3 separate regions of the Sus scrofa genome follow, and regions 2 and 3 are each linked to region 1. A link is a contact called in public Hi-C and HiChIP or PLAC-seq data. All regions are on one chromosome and are shown on one strand. The core of a region is the stretch at or near the end of the contact, and the rest is flanking DNA. Distances in the headings are between cores, read along the strand shown. Region 1 holds the start of ETS2 (protein C-ets-2). Region 2 has its middle 81 kb from the start of ETS2. Region 3 has its middle 88 kb from the start of ETS2.

Evidence for each region. A called contact is a pair of places that touch in the nucleus more often than the background predicts. HiChIP or PLAC-seq counts read pairs in DNA pulled down with a chosen protein or histone mark.
Region 2: a contact with region 1 is called in an H3K27ac HiChIP or PLAC-seq map of alveolar macrophages. The contact joins the enhancer-like site here to the promoter of ETS2 in region 1. A contact is called at or near these places in 1 of 5 promoter capture datasets (liver), 3 of 47 Hi-C or Micro-C datasets (alveolar macrophages, blood and liver) and 2 of 2 datasets of contacts at active chromatin or transcription factors (alveolar macrophages and skeletal muscle).
Region 3: a contact with region 1 is called in a Hi-C map of retroperitoneal adipose tissue, with 2.4 times the contacts expected there. The contact joins the enhancer-like site here to the promoter of ETS2 in region 1. A contact is called at or near these places in 1 of 5 promoter capture datasets (liver), 20 of 47 Hi-C or Micro-C datasets (alveolar macrophages, brain, embryonic fibroblasts and 12 more) and 2 of 2 datasets of contacts at active chromatin or transcription factors (alveolar macrophages and skeletal muscle).

The regions. Positions count from the first base shown.
Region 1 is chr13:202,462,378-202,467,161 of Sscrofa11.1, forward strand. ETS2 (protein C-ets-2) reads left to right here and starts at 1,964. Exons shown (of 10, transcript XM_021070986.1): 1 at 1,964-2,191.
Region 2 is chr13:202,542,998-202,547,781 of Sscrofa11.1, forward strand. No RefSeq gene overlaps it. Among named protein-coding and RNA genes, the nearest start is that of ETS2, 81 kb to the left of the region's middle. Within about 2 kb of position 2,749, at least 13 of the 83 cell types and tissues checked have an H3K27ac peak or open chromatin away from gene starts, as enhancers often do. A contact at or near this core is called in alveolar macrophages, where this site is marked.
Region 3 is chr13:202,373,954-202,378,737 of Sscrofa11.1, forward strand. No RefSeq gene overlaps it. Among named protein-coding and RNA genes, the nearest start is that of ETS2, 88 kb to the right of the region's middle. Within about 2 kb of position 2,163, at least 33 of the 83 cell types and tissues checked have an H3K27ac peak or open chromatin away from gene starts, as enhancers often do. A contact at or near this core is called in alveolar macrophages, epiblast stem cells, liver and 3 more, where this site is marked.

The DNA of each region.
Region 1 (4,784 bases), core at 714-3,213:
GCCCCTTCTGTGCCCACCCCCCACTGTCAGCCCCTAAAGAAAGAAAGATGCCTTCCTAAAGGGTTAGTGGACCTCAGGGACTCAGGGGCCCCGAACTCTGAGCACTGGACACACATGGGTATGGGGGCAGGTGCTATGGACAAGGCAGCCAGCCCCACTCTAGGCAACTGAACTTGACCCAATGGCTGTCTGCAACAAGCTCCTAAGCGGCTCTCAAGGGCTGCATGAGTAGCCTGGGGGAAAAGACCCTCTATTAGCTGAAACTGCAGCCCAGATGAGTCAGTATTTTCTGCTACCATTAAAAAAAAAAAAAAAAAGTAGCATACTCTTTGCATCTCCATGGTAACTTACTATGGATCTGTATTCCATTTATGAACCTCCTTCTTGACCTATCAGTGGTTTCTGATCCAGGCCTGAATATACACAGAGAGACCATCAGAATCAATTCAACCTGCTGTAAATACAAACCCTCTCAGCACCGGGTTTTTTGAGCCTCCACAGACCCTGTCTCACCCACGTAATGATGATACCTGGAGACCCTCAGGTACCTGGAAACATTAAGGCACAATAGTATCTCAATTATCCAGATGACTCCGGAGTTAGGGTTGCCATGGAAACCGGGAACCTTGGTAACAGAGAAGGGAGGCTGCTCCTCTCTCCCTTCACAGCACTGCAGTCCCTGGCCTTGCCTAAGCTGAGCTATTGTATTTTCTATCCACCCCTGGGCATCTAAATATTTCTCCAAGGAGTTCCCGTCGTGGCTCAGCAGTTAACGAACCTGACTGGCATCCATGAGGGCGCAGGTTCCATCCCTGACCTCGATCAGTGGGTTGAGGATCCGGCATTGCCCTGAGCTGTGGTGTAGGTCATAGACACGGCTCGGATCCAGTGTTGCTGTGGCCCTGGCATAGGCTGGCAGCTACAGCTCCGATTGGACCCCTAGCCTGGGAATCTCCATATGCCGCCGGTGCCGTGAAAAAGAGAGAAAAGACAAATAAATAAATAGATAAATAAATACTGAGAATGTGACCGGAATCTGAATAGGAAATGTGTGCATTTCTAGCCATGGACTCAAGTATCTCCTGCTAAAAATGGAAACTCTGGGGGGGAAGGGTGACGGTTTTGACCATAGTTGGAAGTCAGATAGCCTGGAGTTTCAACCCTGAATTTCCCACTCACACGTCCTATGACTCGGCAAGTTATTTACCCAAAGGGCCCATTCCCTCATGTTTAATGTGAGGACAATTATCCTGAGAATGAGCCCAGGGAAGCTCTTTCAAAGGCTGGTTCCTACTAAGACACCGCTCAACTCTAGGGGGCGCCACTTCCTCGGAGGCGGTAGGAACAGGGCTTCCCGGAGCAGAGGGGCGCTCTGTGACCCAGAAAAGGGCCCACCTTGTACGTCTATCATGTCTTTTAGTGTCTTTTCAGGACAGAAGAGTCAGAAGTCCACGAAGAGGTCCAAGAATTGGGCCAGAAATAGTCCCTTATGACCCAAGCCCTGTGGCCGCTCGGTGGCACCAGCACTGCTCCAGTCCTGCCAGGACAGGTTTTGGTGTTAAAGTCTCCGCACCAGCGGAAGAAACCAAAGAAAGACTCTCCTTCTGAGCTCCCGGGACACACACAGGGCTCGAGTCCTCGGGGTCCCCGGCCCACCACGGCCCCCCGAACCGCAGGCAAGGGACAGAGCCCAGTGACAGCGGGCGCCGAGCGAGGCCGGGCTTGGAAGGACTGGCTCCGCCCCCTGCTCTTCTCCTCCCCCCGCCTCCACTCCGCTCCCCTCCCCTCGGCTTCCCCCCTCCCCTGCTCCCGCCCTCTCGCGACTTTGCTCCCTTCTCCACCCCCACCCCTCCCCTCCCGATCTCCTCCCCTCTCCCCTCCCCTCTCGCCTTTCCCCTCCCCCGCCCCCCTCCTCCCCTCCCCGCGGTCGCCTCCCCTCCCTCCTCCGTCCTCCCCCGGCTCCTGAAGAGCGCGCAGCGAAGGGGACCGGCCAGTTACTTCCTCCAGCGGCGGCGCGGAGCGCGGTATCGCCCCAGCCCTGAGCTCCCGGAGCCCGCCGCCCGCCGCTCCCTGCCGGCTCAGGCCTGCCGAGCGCCCTCCCCGCGTCCCGGCCCCGCCGCCCGCGCCCTCCCCGGCGCGCACCGAGGAGTCCGGGCCCCGAGTCGCCGGCCGCCCTGCCCGAAGCGGCGCGGTAAGAGCAGGGTCGGGCCGGGTGGGCGGCCAGGGTCCGGCAGGTCCGGCGGGGAGCGCCCTCCGGGCCCCGGTTCCTCTGCCGAGGGATCCAGAAACGGCGTGGAGGACGTGGGTGGCGCGGAGAGCCGGATCCCAGGGCGCAGCCGGGGTCCCGGAGGGGTGGCGGCTATTCCTAGGATCCAGGGGTCGCGCTTCTGAGATCCGATCCGCTCAGCTCGTGGTATGGATGGCCCAGTGGCTTTGGGGGCGGCAAGTGGGGCGCGGAGTGGGCCCGGCGATGACGCGCGGAGCCGGCTGCGAACTTGGGCCGCGGTTCTGGGGTCGCCGAGCCGGCTGGGGCGGGCGGGGCGCGCCGACTTGTTTCACTTGCTTTTGTCTTAAAAGGAAACGCGGGCGTGGTGGGGGGCCCTTGCCAGTGGGCGCCTGGGAGACCTGATATCGCGAAGGGGCTGGGGGACGCCGGAGAGGGTGTCGGAGGGGCCCCGGCGCGCCCGGGTTTGTGGGTGACTTACTGGAGGGCGCCGGGCCCGGGCAGATCGGGGTCTAGGGGCGCATGAAACACCTTGGAAGCTACGGATCCCCGAAAACAGGCGGATCCCAACCCCCCGGTCACCTGCTCCGCCACGTCCAGGGCCCGGCCGGGGCGGCGGGCGAGGGAGGCGCCGGGAGGGTCCTGGCGCTCGAGCGAGACCCCCGTGGGCGCCCCAGGTCCTCTATATCTCGGGCCCTCGGTCCTGCTAGGCGAACCTGGGGAGCCAGTCGGAAGTGGGGATGTAGGTGCGCCAAGCTGCCTTTCCCGGTTCTTACAGCATTTTAGATGAAGAGGTAACAGCGATTGTGCGTGTGTGTTTTTTAAAGCACAAGAGATTTTTTTATATTATCCTGTATTCAATTATAGGGTATCCTAAAATAGTAGTTGACGTGCGACTTATTTAGAAAGTAAAGAAGTGAGCCAGTCCCCCCTTTGGATTGAGAGGTAATTTATTTTAATTTACCACTGAGAGATGATGTTTGTTCCGCACAGTGGAAGCGCCTGTGCGCCCTGTGCCTGCCCACACCACCGCCGATCAGAGAGAGAAATCTCCCAGTTAAGGTTTATTAAAATTCTGAATAATATCACAGTACAATAAATGTTAGCGCTCTGGGTCCTGCAGGAAAATAGCTGAACACTCATTTCGGGAATTAGTCATTCCTGACTCTATAAATTGATAACCTTCAAAGGAAAAAGCAAATCAATCTTCGAAAGTGCGTTTTGAGGTTTTCTTTTTCTTTTCTTTTCTCCTCAAATTTACCGAAATACAAACCCGTGTTCTAATCTCGCAGAAGGAATCACTTGTCCCCCGAGGGTACCGTTGGCCGGCAAGTTTTGCTTGTTTAAAAATGTTATCCTTCTCAGCCCTTTCGTGGCTGCCATTTCCCGTTTGTGTTGTTGTAGTTCAAAGGCAACAATCAGGAGGGCACCCCCCCCCCAAAAGACCTAAATGTGAAATTGACTTAGGATGTGGAGAAACTTGGCCTGTCTGCCACCTTGACTGGCCTCGTGGAGTCAAAGACGGGAACTTAAATTTGATTAGTTATGTGTCTGCCAGAAACCATTGGTAGCGCGCTTTGATTCTACATGGTTTTTACAAAACAAATTAAAAGCTGGACAACAAAAGAATTCTATTCTGTAGCTAGTAATTACAGCTCTCTGTGTGGGAGGGGTAGACTGCCTTTCCTCCTGGTGTTTGTACACAAAAACCAGGCGAGGCTTAGTCCATTGCCCTCCACGTCCATTCTCTGCGAAGCTGAAGTGTGGGATAAAACTGGACGAAGAAGATGGATAACTGTCCACATCCTTTCATTCGGCTCCTGTTTGAAGCTTGTGAATGTCATCAGCAGGTGACAGGACGTAGTCGACCCAGATAAATGGCAGAAAGTTCCATGAACCTTAAGGAGCATTTCAGGTAGTAAAGTCTCACGAGCAGGAACCTTGTCTAATGAGACTTGGGTGCCATCGCTGCTTTTTTTTTTTTTTGATGAGCTGGGAGAAGGGCCCCGGCCGCATCCCTCGGGTTAATTGGGCTCCTGGAGGAGCGAAGGAGGGAAGGCCATCACCGGCCTGGGACTGGGTCTGCGCAGTGCCCCTTCGATGCCCCTGCTGTCGCTGCGTCCTCCTGCGCCAGGCACCTGAGGTCTCTGGATCTTTGTTGCCTCGCGGTGAGAGGTTACATCTACCTCTCAGGGCTCAGGCCTTTCAGCCAGCTGGGCTGGTGGGATCGTCCAGCTCAGGCTGAGCCCTTAGCCAGGGCAGCGATCATCCGTAGTGAGTACTGATCTTAAGGGCCTGTGGAGGACACCGTCCGATCCATCAAGGGGAGATTCTAAGCAAACCTGATCCCTTTTGATCCAGGACCATCCCTCCTCCCAACCCCCACCCTCACCCCCCACTCTTATTTATTGTCTAAGCTTCCAGCCTCCACTGGCAACCACGAAAATTCCCCTGCGTTCTGAGGGCTGTAACAGCTGCCCCCAGCGCCTCGGGCCTCCCCGGTGGCTGTCACTGTGCTGTCCTCCTCCCATGGGGCTTGTCTAGCCAAGGGGTGTGTGTG
Region 2 (4,784 bases), core at 1,499-3,998, 81 kb after region 1:
ACCTCTATGCAGTGGGCGGTCTTGGCAGCGGGCAGGTGCAGCCAGCCTCCCTGGGAAAAAAAAGTCTCAACTGTAGAAATTGGATGGCTCCCGAGATGTGTTTTAAGTCACTGCAGTCGTTACACAAGGTAAGATACCCTTTGTTCCCGTGTCATAAACGGTCCGCTAAGGAGTGTTCAAAGACCTACGGCCCTCCGACTTGGCCGTAAAATTAAGACTAATCTCCAGACTGCTTGCTCTGGGCTTGGTTGTCAACTGCGTGGCCAGACCAAGCGTTGAAGTGCTTTGTGTGTGTGCTAATTTTTGATAAGCTCCCATAAAGCCAGGTTGCTCCTAATAACAGGCTTCTCGTGTGCCCATGAAGGACCACGAGCTGGGCTAACCACAAACCTCAAAAGAACTATTCTGTTGTTTGAGGTTTCCAGAAAAAAGAAAGCTCTTTTATTCTTGCCATTAGAGTAAAGGTCTTCGGAAAACCTCATTTTTCAAAGAGTCTCTGGCGTGACCGCACAGGTCATAAACACCCCTGGCCTATGTATTTTCCTGCTTTCTTTTTAAGGCATGTCATGCACTTCAGAATTACACCTTAAGAGACACATACAGCTGGAGGAGTGACCCCACATAACATTCCCCAAATAATCCCTGTTAAATACAGTATCATCTTTTTTGGCTAGATCTTTCCTGAGCATCTCATTCGTTGTATCTAAAGAGCTGCCTTTCTCTCTTTACAACGTGTCTGCATGGACTTGGGAGGAGTAAGAACGGGGAGAGAGAGTCTGGATCAAGTCAAGACTGAATCGTCAGGTCAGCTTTACAAGTAGAAAGTCAGCCACGTGGTTTTCACATGCGGGTTGTTCTGGATTTCTGAATTGGGGCTAATTGGGAGGGATGTTGACACACTTTGTTGGTTGGCTTTAGCCCCTCTCCTTCACAATTCTAGACCATGGCTGTTAATGGACCCTAGGAGCATGGGAGGTGGGAAAGACAGATAAGAAACTCAGTTACCACTGGTCTCCAGGACACCTAATTAGGAAGGTCTCTTTCTGGTCAGAACTGGGGGTGCAGCCATATAATACAGAGCAAATCCAGTGCAAAGAGCAAGGGGCTTGGGTGGGGCTGGTTGTCACCATTTGAGATGCCAAGCTGGGTGCCATATTGCACCATGCTCTCATGGGGCAGGAAAATGACTTGGGCATGGGTATCTCGAACGCCAGTTTATTGGCCTTCCCCCGTGCTTCCCTGCCCTCCTTTAAAATCTGGGAAGAAAGAAGGTTGAGAAACCTGCTGGAAGCCCTAGGATAAGCCACAGGAGATCCCCTCCCAACAACGTACCCACTTTGTGGTCCTGGAAGGCAGGGGTGGTTGGAGTCTTGCACAGAAATAAACAAGCAGACCCCAGAGCATGCTAGGAAAAGACTGCTCTGGTGCTCCAGGGATGGGGTTGGGAAGCCGAGGGCCGTCCCTTGCTCTGGAATGGAGAACAGCCAGCCGGAGCTTGACCTGAACTTTTGCAAACTCTGTTGATTGTAAAAAACCAGAAGACAGGAGGCCGGCAGGGGCAGCCCAGGCGAAGCTTCAAGTGAGAGCCTCCAGATCTCCTTCTGCAGATAAACACAGGGCTGTGAAGAACAGAAAGCAAAGCAATGTGCTCAGGAGGGCTGGGGGTGGTTTTAGATGGGTGGTGAAGCTACAGCCAAGCTGAGACCTCAGAGAGCAAAAACAGGAGGAAAGCTTCGGGTGAGGGTGAAGCATCTGTGCAAAGGCCCTGAGTCCGGAAGTATGCATGACGAGCTGAGGGAGGGCGGCATGTGCCGGGGGCAGAGTTTACAGATGTGGGCAGCACCCCCAGAGTATCCTAGGAGAAGAGGTGGCAGAAATCTCCGCCACTCTGTACACCAACGCCAAACAGACACGCAGGGACAGAGTTGGAGGAAACCGAAAAAGTAGCTTTAACTGCCAGGCAAAGAGGGGGCACAGCAGGCGAGTGCCTCAAGGACTGTGCCCCCCCACACCTTGGAGGGGGCAGTGAGGAGTCTGATAGTGTTTGGGAGCAGGGCGTGGTCAGCTCATGGACTCTTTCCTGATTGGCTGGTGGTGAGGTCATTGGGCGTCCACGTCATCAACCTTCTGGTTCCAGTGGGTCTGGGGTCTAGGTGCTTGTGGGCAGCACACAGTTAACTTCTTCCACCTGGTGGGTGCTTCAGCACCTGCCAGATAGCCCCAAGGACACAGCTCAGAATATTATCTATGGTCCTTGAAGAAGAACCAAAGGTCCTTGACTTTGTTGAATGGCTAAGTTATTATTGCTGTTTCTTTTTTCTCTGTTTTTGTTGTTGTTGTTGTTGTTGTTGTTTTTTGTTGTTGTTTTTTTGGGTTTTTTTTTTTTTTTGCTTCTCTGATTAAATTGGTTCTGTGACTAAAGTTTTTTATAAAAAGGCAGGTGGAGGACATGAGTGGGGCTCCACTCTGGGGAGGCCTCGCGGGGTCCTGCTCGGTAACAAGGAGGAGGGCGAAGACGCCACCTGTTCTCTGAGGTCCCTCTGTTGTCACCTGCAGCCCCAAGCCACCCAGGGGGCCAGTGGAGGAGATGTCTGATTCAACAGCCAAAGAACTGGCCTCCTGTCCCCCTTACCACGGCTGAGGGGGACACTTACCTTCTCTGCTGGTCCCTCCTCCACCTTAAACATTCCAAGCCATTATCCACACACTGCCCACAGCTTATCGTAGTCTCAACAAAGAGGGCAAAGCCAGGACACTGGCCACGCCCTCCACCCTTCCTGTTTTTCTCTGCGGTTTATTCACATCAGTCCTTCTCACGGGAGACCCTGGCCATGTTTGGAGACATTTTTGGTTGGCACAAGTGGAGCAGGTGCCCCTGGCATCAAATGCTAAGGGAAGAGATGCTGCCAACACCCCACAGTGTACATGGCGCCCCCTAACCACAGAGAATGAGCCCATCCAAAATGTGGGTGGGTGGGTAAGAAGGAAGCCCATTTTGGGAGTTTACTAGGCAGGATTTTGTGCCAGGAAAAAAAAAAAAAAAAACCCTGGAGTTCCCCCGTGGTGCAGCGGTTAAGGATCTGGCGCTGTCACTTGTCACTGCAGTAGCTTGGGTTCAATCCCTGGCCCCCTGAAATTTTTGTGTGCCGCCTGCATGGCCAAAAAAAAAAAAAAAAAAAAGACCGATAAAAAAGCTGGCTCAGCTCCTTCCAAAATTAAATACCTCCCTCCTTTTGTCACACTCCGGTAAACAAATGAGTTTCTATTTCAGTCTGTGGGGTGGGTTTTCCGAATGTTTGACGGGTGCCTCGTGGACAGCGAAGTGCGGTTTGCTGAGCATCAGAAGGAGAAGTCCCGGAGTGGGCCAGGGCCATAGACATGGGCAGGCAGAGACCCCTGGGCTGGGGGCTGCTCAGAGCGTCCAGCAGCTGGGACACACCCCGCTAGGTCCTCCCCGTGAAAAGGACCTGGATGCAGGGCTTCAAGCTGGCAGAACTTCCTGGCACCACGGATTTCCACTTCTGGGCTCTTCTGCCTTTTATACACGGGCCCAAATTGTAAGCAGGGGTGTGTCTGAAAGCATCTTTATGTGGATATAGATAACGGCAATATCATTCCAGACCACTGTGCTATGGGCTGAACCGTGTCCCCCTCAGCTTCAGATGCTGAAGTCTTAACCCTTGGTAACTCAGAAGCTGACTGCATTTGGAGATGGGATCTTGACAAGAGATAATGAAGATAAAAGGGAGTCACATGGGCCTTAATCCAATAGGACTGGTCCCTAATATGGGGACACAAACGCACTCAGAGGGATGACCGTGGGAGGACCGGGGGTGGGGAGTGGGGGTGGGTAGGGGGAGACACCATCTACAAGCCAAGGAGAGAGGCCTCGGGAGGAACCACCGCCAGCACCTCGATCTAGACTTGCAGCCTCCGGAATTACAAGACAACAACCTTCTGCTGTTTAAGCCCCGGGTGTACAGTACTTTGTTTCGGCAGCCCGGGCTGGCTAATGCAGCAGAAATTCTTCCATGCAGGCTGCCACCCAGAGCCTCCATCTCCTTTGTGGACCCTGGCTGAGAAGCAGTTGGGTCTCTGATCACCATCAGGCAGGAGGGCCTCATTACAGAGAAGTCATTTAGCTTGGGGTATTAGTTTCTACTTGCTGCTGTAACAAACTACCGCTAACTTGGAAATTTAAAACAATGCAATATAGGCTCTGGCAAGTCTAGAGGCCAGAAATCCCCAACCCGTTTCCCTGGGCTGTGCTCTGCCCTGGGGCTACTGGGGTGCATCTCTTTCCTGGCCTTTTCCAGCATCCAGAGCTGCTTCCCTCAGGTCCTTGGTTGGTGGTCCCTTCCTCCAGCTTCAAAGTCAGTGGTGTAGCATCTTGCTTCTGCCATCACGGCCTTCTCTTCCGTGTCAACCCCCCCACCACCACCCCATCTACATTTTGGAGCACTTGTGATGGCATTTAGGTCCCACCTGGATGATCCAGGCTAATGTCCCATCTCAAGATCCTTAATCACGCTTTTGCCATGTAAGGGAAACTATTCACAGGTTCTGGGGACTAGGGCATCTCTAGGGGAGGGACATTAGGCAGCCCAGCATGTGCCTTAAGGGGTGGCCAGAGTGTTAAGTCATCAGACACAGACTCAGCTGGCAACGTGTGCACTAGGAGGCGCCCTCAGAGAAACTGGGGTGTTATAGATCCTCTTGCAAAGCTTGCCCAGAATATCTTCCCAGAAGCATTTACACTCTTTTTTAATTTTTTGTAGGGTCCC
Region 3 (4,784 bases), core at 913-3,412, 88 kb before region 1:
CCCCACCTGGTGTCCAAGGCTGAGCTAATTCTCCTTCCACACTAGTTTAGCAGAAGAGAAACCTCACAGATGTGAAATGACGTTCAGGTTTCATAATGAGCCTGACAGAAGCCGATTCCGAATCTCCTTTGAGTCTAACCTCACTCTGGTCCCCCACCTAGAGGGAGAGGCTGGTTAACCATCTGCAGCCCAGACCCTATTCCAGCTGCCTGGGCATCTGTTATGCTGCCTTGCAGTGCCAGTTAGGGCCATGCCGAGACCATCTTTAAGTTCAATGCGCTTTTAGGCATTTAAAATGTGAATGCATTTTAGTCACAAACTTTTATCCACAAATCATTTCTTCCTCTTTACTTTTCTTCTCTCCTTTTCAGCGCTGCCTAAGGCACATAGAAGGGGTCAACGTGGAGCTGCAGCTGAGGCTTACATCACAGCCACAGCAACGCTGGCTCAGAGCTGCATCCGTGGCCTATGCTGCAGCTTGCGGCAGTGCTGGATTCTTCAGCCACTGATCGAGGCCAGGGATCGAACCCACATCCTCAAGGACACTATGTCAGGTTCTTAACCTCCTGAGCCACAATGGAAACTCCAATTAAGCATTTCTTACTCTGTATTTTTAATATCTTTTAATTTTTTTAATTTCCCCAATACATTTTTTTTTCTACTGTATAGCATGGTGACTGAGTTACACATACATGTACACATTCTATTTTCTCACATTATCAGGCTCCATCCTAAGTGACTAGACATAGTTCCCAGGGCTACACAGCAGGATCTCATTGCTCATCCATTCCAAAGGCAACAGTCTGCATCAATTAACCCCAAGCTCCCCAACCACCCCCCTCCCTCCCCCTTCCCCTTGGCAACCACAAGTCTATTCTCCAAGTCCATGATTTTCTTTGCTGTGCTTAATACCTTTTAAAATACTAATTTGTGGAGTTCCTGTTGTGGCTCGGCCGAAACAAATCTGACTAACATCCATGAGGATGCAGGTTCAATCCCTGGCTTTGCTCAGTGGGTTGGGGATCCTGTGTTACCATGGGCTGTGATGTAGGCTGCAGACACGGCTAAGATCTGATGTTGCTGTGGCTGTGGGCATAGGGCGGTGACTGCAGCTCAGATTTGACCCCTAGCCTGGGAATCTCCATGTGCCCATGGGTGTGCCCCTAAAAAAAGACCCTCCCCCAAATTAAAATACTAATTTGTAAATGATATAGGACAACTGTTCTAATAAGTTTATGTACATTATAAAATGTAAATGTTGAAGTATGAGATTAAAAAAAAGTATAAATAGAATTCCTAAATTTCCTTTTAGCAGCCCAGGGGGTCAGCTCACAAAGCATGTGCACACACACACAAACACACATGCCATCCGGTGTACACACTTTTTAAAACCTTCCAATCCAGTTCATTCTGGAACCTGGGTCTGTAGAATCAGCACTGTGACCTGGCCACCAAGGAGCTGGGATGCCAGGAGCCACGGGAAGGGTGAACTATTTCCCTTTATACCTACCCTGCCGTAGACACAATCTATGAGACTATGGGTGAGAAAAGAGTATTGCCTGCATGATTGTGTTACTGCATTTTTAAGACACCAAAGCATATTGTATCCTGCCCACAAATTGCTTTATAAATGATGCAATTTATATGATTTTTAGTTGACGGTATAGGTTCTTATTTCAGTATCTCTAAACCCAAACTATTGCAAGAGGAATGTATAGAGGAAAACTGCCTTCATTAGTAAGCGAGAATATCCATCACAGTCACTTTACAGAAAATGGGTAAGGACAGATATTGGACAAAAACTAGAAATGCCACATTAGCCCTTTTCAAAGCTGATCCTCAGCCACGGGCAGAGGTCGTTCCCCTTTAGGCCAGACGGTGGCGCGCGAGGCAAATGGTGCTTCTAAACTGGCATCCTGAAGGTGCGGACTTGAGATGGTGAGAAACGTCTCGATGGGGCGAAAGGGAGAAGCATCTGGAAGCCATGCTGGGTGAGCCTCCGCTGCTGCGAAGACAGGACTCTGCAAAAAGGAGAATAAAAGGGCCCACGTTGAGTGGGCGCTTCAGAGGGAGACCTGGCAATTGGATACAAGGAGACGCCAGAGCAGCCAGGACCTAGCCCAGCGGCTGGGGCAGCGGCGGGAAAAGAAACCGCTTGCATGAAAACGACTGCCCCTTGGCGGCAGGAATGCCAGGCCCTGACTTGGGAGTAAGAGGCTTGGCTTGCTTCTGGCCCAGCGTGCGGCCTGGGGCCCGCTGTGCAGTAAAAGCCAGGAACAAAAGCCGGAGAGAGCGTCATTAGAATTCAGTATTTTAGCATTAACCCCCATTTCTGCCTTTCAAGTGTAATGAGAGGCCTTTTCAAATGAATGTGTGTGCCTTTCATATGCAAATGAACTCAAGGGGATAATTTTTCCTGTGACTTATTACCTTACATAATTATGATTGTCTTTTGCAAGTAAAAAAAATCTGTCTTTCTGATCACTGTTGAAATACAGTTAATTCTCGTCTCTATTTAAATAAACCTGAAAAAAGAGCCACATAGGCAGAAGCGCTTTTAAAAAAAAAAATTTTGGCCACCCCGTGGCATATGAAGTTACTGGGCCAGGGATCAGATCCCAGCCGTAGTTGTGATCTATGCAGCTGGCGAATGTTCAATTTAAGGAAGGAAGTGCTCCTAAAAGCTAGGATTGTACATTTAGCTTAAGTCTGCATATTTTTCAAGAAAAGACTTCTAAAATGGAATGTTGCCCAAACCTGGAATTTTCTCAATAAACAAAGCATTTTCTGCATCCCTGCCCTTTATAAGAATAAACTAAACTATCCGGAGATGTGTACATTTGGATTCCTTTCCAATTTCTGAATAACCTCTAATTGATGTCATAATTATAAAAACTTCTTTCAATTCTTAGAAAACCTAGGGAAGGGCAAAGAGGCCTGTGGCTCACAGTGATGCAATAAGCAAGAATAATGATAAAAAAAAAAAAAAAAAAAGAATGAAAAAAAAGGCCAGCATCCTCCAGGGCAATAACCACTCTTGAGGAGGCTGAGCCACGATACAAATTGAGCGGAATAGCCCGCACCTCTTCCAGAAACTCGCAAGTTCAAGACAGATTTTGCAGTCAGAAAAGAGAGCCAGATCCTCTATCATTTCCTAATTTTCTATTTCACTTTGTCCCTTGTTCCTTAAAAATTTTCTCTAACTTCTTTTTCCAACCCACAGGGGCCCTCCATTCCAGGAGGAGCTGGGTTCTGTAAGAAGGAAAAACCAAGACCTTTTTTCCAGGAAACACCCTTGGAATGTCTGTGCCCTTGGATTCTCCTCCCAAACTCAACTCTCCTGTGGCCCCCCAAGGGTGCATCCAGATGTGGGGTTGTTATCTATTGTTGTGCAGTTTGGAGAAGGAGGCAGAGACATGGAAGGAAAGCCTGCTGCTCAAATGTGTTCACGTCTGGGAAGGACAGGATCTTGGTTGGTTGGAAAAAAAAAAAAAAAAAGACTTATTTGAAAACAATGTAGTCATTTTCTCAAAGTTATACCATGATCCAATTTAAAATAGGGTGGGAAGCAACCTGCTGATATCCTGATCCAGCTCTAAATTAGCGTTCAGAAAACCAAATGCCTAAATTGTTCGTTACATGAAAGCCTGTCTAAACTTTGGCCACTAGGTTCAGAAAAGGTATCAGTTTACCAAAATTTGCTTGACCTATTTTCTTCCAGATAAAGAAGGGAAGGGAAGCAGCAATCATGTGCCTGATTAAATACCTAGAATAAAACCCCCCATGAAAAGACCATGTAGAGGAGTTCCCCCTGTGGCAGAGTGGGTTAAAAATCTGACCACAGCAGCTTGGATCACTGTGGAGGCGGGGCTTTGATCCCCGGCCCAGAGCAGCAAGTTAAAGGATCTAGCATTTGCCACAGCTGCGGCGTAGGTCACAGCTGAGGCTCGGATTCAATTCCTGGCCCAAGAACTCTCGTATGTGGTGGGTGCGGCCATAAAAAAAAAAAAATGTATTTCTTTCTATCTATCTATCTATCTTTCTATCTATCTATCTATCTATCTATCTATCATCTATCTCCCTATCTGTCTGTCTGTCTGTTTATCTGTCTATATAAAGACCATGTATATTAACCAGCTGGGAATACAATTTCTGCAAGTAGATTTCCTGGGATCAAATCCCATCACTGCAGATTATTAGAGGGGTGACCGAGGGCAGGTCATCTAACCTCTTCAGTGCCTCAGTTTTTGCATCGCTTAAATCAAAGTAACGGTCACTCTCCAGGAGGCGTCAAGCTGCAGGTTAATACATGTAAAGCACTTGGGACAGATTCTGGGCCAAGAACATGTGCTCAATGTCTATTACTCCATTACCGTGTCTCATACCTCATCACATTCCTCCCAAGACGGGGATAAAAAAGCTTCATCCCCACCATGTTTCGACACTCCCGTGTCTAATACATTGTGTTCTGAAAGGTTTTTAAAAATGCTCGTTACTTCACTAACAGGATAAAACAGCTCTATAGTCAAGAGATAATTCCAAATAATAAAGGTAGAAATAAGTTGTTTTAAATGTTTTTTGATATTTGGGGAAAAAACCCAAGTATCCAACAACAGGGAAATGGTTCATAGTACGGGGCACGGAATGCTTACCAATAATTTAAATAATAAAAATAAGTCCTGGTGACATGTTAAGTGAAACAAAGCCATGAGCATTTTCATAAACAGCACACCCCCAAATAGGTTATAAAATGGATAGGGAAGGATCAAAGCAAAATGTTATTT